2 separate regions of the Danio rerio genome follow, and region 1 is linked to region 2. Evidence: chromatin contacts called from public HiCAR-type data. All regions are on one chromosome and are shown on one strand. Each heading gives the region's core, a stretch centred on a gene start, on an enhancer-like site or on the middle of the called end of the contact. The rest is flanking DNA. Distances are from core to core; before and after follow the strand shown.

Evidence for each region. HiCAR-type assays count read pairs that join an accessible place to other places.
Region 1: a contact with region 2 is called in a HiCAR-type map of caudal fin, with 5 times the contacts expected there. The contact joins the promoter of cav1 here to the enhancer-like site in region 2. A contact is called at or near these places in 9 of 18 Hi-C or Micro-C datasets (caudal fin, embryo, fibroblasts and 2 more) and 1 of 4 datasets of contacts at active chromatin or transcription factors (caudal fin).

What each region holds. Positions count from the first base shown.
Region 1 is chr25:19,558,918-19,561,617 of GRCz12tu, reverse strand. cav1 (caveolin 1) reads right to left here and starts at 1,390. Exons shown (of 3, transcript NM_212651.1): 1 at 1,147-1,390; 2 at 356-523. The coding sequence starts at 1,182.
Region 2 is chr25:19,492,743-19,495,442 of GRCz12tu, reverse strand. It overlaps tes (testis derived transcript (3 LIM domains)), which reads right to left. Exons shown (of 7, transcript NM_205720.2): 7 at 2,269-2,700. The coding sequence ends at 2,582. Among named protein-coding and RNA genes, the nearest start is that of tes, 24 kb to the right of the region's middle. Within about 2 kb of position 1,307, at least 17 of the 62 cell types and tissues checked have an H3K27ac peak or open chromatin away from gene starts, as enhancers often do. A contact at or near this core is called in caudal fin, where this site is marked.

The DNA of each region.
Region 1 (2,700 bases), core at 141-2,640, 66 kb before region 2:
ACTGACTCACCACTTTTGTTATGAAGCCAACTTTCTATTGTGTTATAATGGGAAACTATTGGGATAAAATGGTCTTACTTAGCAGTGTGTATAAACTGCAATGCACTTTAAAGACTTTTCTGAATTATAAATTAAATATAACAATGAAGGATTTGCTTTTATCTGTCCATACAAATTATATTTGCTAATATCAAGTATGCAGTTATGAATATCACATATACTAAACAATAACCTGTGAGATTCTTATTAACGTTTCCATGCAGTTAAACAAATGTCCTCATTATTTATATTTTAAATTTAAATTGAATACCCAACAATTAAAAAAGTTGCATGAACCAGACAAAGTTTGTCCTACCTTCACCACATCGTCATTTAAATGCTTTGGGTCTCGGTTGACCAGGTCAATCTCCTTGGTGTGGACATCCTGAAGTGTCTTTTCGTTGATGCTGTCGTTATCCATTTCTTTATTGTTTGGTTTGTAAATGTTCCCCTGTTTCCTGATAAACGGCGAGTGAGCGTATTCCTGCGGTTCCAAAGAAAACAGAAAATGAAGTTCATGAGCGTGGAGTGGGAGACTCGGGCGCAACTCAGCACAGCCCTGGCATGGGATGGTTTTAAGCGGATAGAAATGAAGCACCACACCCCTCTGGAACACAGTGGCGCATCCCGCCACACGGAGGCGCCATTTTACATTATGCGCCTGTTGTGCTCCCTTTTTATTCCGCAGCAGAAAATATGAAAATGCGCTCACTGCTGAAAAATCTTGTTTTTAGTTCGTGCTTAAATTATATTACTGTAACAAAATTGTTTAGACGCAGTTTCCCTTTATAAATATGTGTATTGATAAAGTACTTCTATTTCACCTGGATTAATGAGCAGTTCATATTTTCATAGCCTAGTATTATTTTATTCAGCTGTGTTTGTGAAAGTGTTGCGAAAGGGAGGCTTGCAGTACAAATACGTGCCAGGAAAAGATAAGACTTCAAATCTGCCAATAATGTAGCAAGTGTCAACACTGCCTCCGTTTGTTGATAAACCATACAAAAGGTTTGCAAATAAGTAACTAAATTAAATTTTGCTCTGTATAAAATTAATTGTCATCAAAAGTAAAAGATTTCTGAGGTAAAATAGGGGTGTTCTTCTTACCTCTTCAGGTGTCCCGTCCTTGTATCCGCTAGTCATGCTGTCCCGTGCCTGAAGTGCGATCAGATGAGTGTGAGGAAACAAGACAATCAGTACAGAGGAAGCAGTGTGGGAGGCGTGGGGATATTGCTTTCTGTGGGGAGTTTTTTTTCCCTTAAAACAGCCCTCTCTTCTGCATGCTAAAGTCCCATCAAGCTTTTATCTGAAAGCTAGTTTATCTCTCTTGAAGACTCTCACGGCACAGAGTGGGAGTTTCTCCCAGTCACTGAGTTTGTGTGTTGAATGAATGAGGAACCCTCCATTAGCCTGCCAATCACACAGCTACGCAGCATTAGTGGTTGGGGATTTTGACGTGATTTTTTCCCAAATGGGAGGCACATCTGGGCATTAGACCAACTTTTCCTGCACGATTGCCATGTATGCTAACAGGAACATGCACTCTTTTTTTCATTAGCAGTTTTAAAATTGTGTTACAGTAATGCTAATCAAAATAAAGCAACCCTAAGCATTACACTTCATTTTTTTTTTTTGCTCGTTTAAACTACTTATTTAAAATGAGTGGAAACAACACAATTCTTGAGATTTCATTGGGACAACGTTTTTTTTTTTTTGTTCAATCCACATAAATCTGTTAAAAGTGTTAAGTTAATTTAATCAATTTGTGTTGGGACAACATGAACGAATTGTGTGGAACCCTGCATTTTTACAATGTTTGAAGGTTGTTTAGAGACAATATATATATATATATATATATATATATATATATATATATATATATATATATATATATATATATATATATATATATATATATATATATATATATATATATATAAAGCAAATCAAACTATTTTTAACCAAAGTAACCTAGTCAGACATAGTCACCCTACTATTGAAGTTTGATCTGTGCCAAAAGTCGACTGATGGTAGCTTCATTTGCCCTTATTGACTGTCATATTCACATAACATAGGTATAGGTTGATTGTGTTTTCTATGTTGTATTGTTCCTACAGAACAAGAAAAAGTTCAACAGAACATGACAATGTAACACAAAAATTGAAATAATAACTGAAAAACTAAAAACAAAAGGAAATACAAACATTAACATATAGTTATTTACCTCAACAAGTGGGCAGTTACTGTACATAAGGACAGATGTAGTTTACAAAGCAGTCTATTTAATTTTGTTACAAAAAATTGTGGTGCATATTAAAATTAAACCTTTAAATGTATGAAGCACTACTGACACTCAATGTCAGATTTTCCAATTCAGAATATCCATTAAAATATGTTTTACTATTGAACTTTTTGCACTTCGGATGTATAAACCTAAAAGGTAACTACACTGAGGTCTGTTTGCATATTAAAAGGTTCCTCGAGGCAAGACTTGCACTTCAGTTTGGAATGTTTTGAACAACACTGAAGCTGCAGGTTCTTGTTTTTCTCATATTTGCCTTACTTACGTATCATTTGCTTGACTTACCTATACATCTTTTTAGGAGGCATTTATTACACCTAACAAATGTTTGTATTTCTAGGTCAGATGCTGGCAAAGCG
Region 2 (2,700 bases), core at 58-2,557:
ACTATCCTTGATTTAGGCTAGACTGTCTACCTAATTATCAGATAACCTATCTATTAAACTCTTCCCAGCAAACAATTTTGTGTTTAATAGACATCTAATATACATCTAAATGTAGATAAGACTTTATTTGCGTAATCTTTCATTTCTGTTTATTTGATGACTAGTCTAGTTTTGGCCTATTGTTAGACCTAGATTATCGCTGACAGCCCAAATTTAGCCTTGTTTTAGCCAAGACAAATAGGTTTAGACGTCCATTAGACGTCTATTAGACATCTTTTAAAAACAAAAAATGCTTGCTGAGTTCATGCATTCATCCACCCGTCCGACACCTATATTCATCAATACGACTATCTTACCAACAATTCTTCTGTCTACTCGACTCTCTATCAAACTATGCAACAATCTATCTATCAAATATGCATCTATCCAACTCTTCATTGCAGTCTATCCGAGTGTTTTTGTAACTATTTGACTGTCTATCTGACTGTGTATCTGATTCAAGTACAGCAGTCAACATTTGAAATGGATCAAAACAGTTCATCAAAGTTGTCAAAGACAAGAAAGGGTGTTGATTTTGATTTTAGGACAACTTTGATGAAAGCTTTGATCCACTTCAATGTTGACTACTGTTTATCAGACTATGACTCCAACTTTCAATCAAGCTTATCTGTCCATCCACCAGCCCATCCATTTATCCATCCATGCATCTATCTATCTATCCATCCATCCATCCATCTATAGCAAATATGACTACATACCTGACAATTTTATTTTTTATTCAATTGGCTGCATGCCCCTTTATAGTGTGCCTACACCATATTATTTTACAATAACATCAGTACACAATGGACCAGTTGAGTTTCCACATGCTTATCTAGGAACATTTTCTCAGCTAAAGGCCAGATAAACATGACCACGAACCATGACCATGAGGAAGGGGGGGTTCATGCAAAACAAATGCCTTATTCAAAGACTAAAAAACACCACGTTGGACACCAAGCCAGAAACAGGGTCATATTTCTCTATACTGTCATTATAAACATTCAAGCACAACAGTTTTAGTGACTACCAAGTGTTATGGATCCCATCACATTTTTACTGTCACCAATAAACTCCTCTGGGGATTTGGATCTTCGCCCTGGCCTGTCTTGACTCTTCATGTGTGGGACTTGTGTTATTATTTCGCCAAGCAGCAGCAGCAGCAATGCTTGTGCATCTGGGTTTCATCACCCGAGGGGAGCTACAAATCAACAGATCATTTCTAGTTGCACCGTTAGCGCTAAAGGGGGAAAACAAGCGCTAAGAAGGCAAGCGTCTAAGCAAGAGCGCTTCGTGTTTGGCAGGGAAAGCACCATGTAAATAAATTCCTGACATTGAAGGAAAGAATTCCCTGCTGGAAATCTCCACCCTTGTGTGGCGCGAGGTGAGGGGAGGTGAAGCTGCCGAGCCCCTCGTGCGACTGCGGACGCTTACGATTGGAGGAAATGACGGTGTAGTCTTAAGTTCGCAGCCATTAGAAACAATGGAACCGGGCTTCCTTGAATTGTGCAAGGTTTCCACTGCTAAGTGTAAGACAACACAGAGAGGATTAGCTTTTCCCTAATAGTGGAGGCCTAGATTGGAATTTTTCAATGGTGTGAAATGGTCAAGACGTTAACATGAGCGTAACACCTGTCCCTTGAGATTCCCAACCTGTACGTCACAAAGAATATTTGTATATTTCTGACCCTGAACCACAAAAGCAGTCTTCAGTTGCATGAGTTTATTTGTGGAAATAGCCAATAATATATTGTATGGGTAAAAAAAATTTAATTAAATAAATTAATAAATTTTAATAAATTAATAATTTATACCATAAGCAATATTCAATTGTCAATCATAATCATATAGTGACTATATATATATATATATATATATTTTTTTTTTTTTCATATAATCATATATTCAATCATATTCAACTGTGTTTATTTTCAATTGTTTATTCCAAAAATAATTAAAAATATCAAGTAAATCTGTTCTTTGAAGTCATTTAGTAAATCTCCAACAGTAAATATATCAAAACTTAATTTCTGATTAGTAATATGAATTGCTAAGATTTCAATTTGTTTAATATTTAGATTTAATTTTTTGAACCCTCAGATTTCAGGTTCAAAAATGGTCATATCCTACCAAAACCATACAAAAAATCTACACTTATGACTGGTTTTGTGTTCCAGGGTCAAAATATGCTTAATATGAAAACACAAAAAGAATTAAAAAAAAACCATATTACTGCAAAACATTTATTGGATTACAAAATGACAGGCACGAAAACAACTATAAAGTGCAATTTTAGACCTAAAAATGGAAAATGTAATATTGTTTTTTTCAGTAGCCCAAATAAATACTATTGCTTCCTTTTATTAATACAAAATTATTATTATTATTAAAGATGCTAACACTATAGATCATGAATGATTACTTGGAATAACATGAAAATGTATATTGGTCAAACTAATTCATTAATTACTTGATAAAAAGTTAGCAGTATTGACTGCATTAGATACTGGCTTGAGGTGGACTTTCCCAAAAAAAGTAGACTTCAGGAGGCTGAGATCTTCTTCTTGCACTCAACGGAGCAGATCAGCTTCCCTTGCAGAGCCATGAATCTCTGACCCATCAGGCACTTGGAGCAGCCGGCGCACTGGAAACACTGCGGCT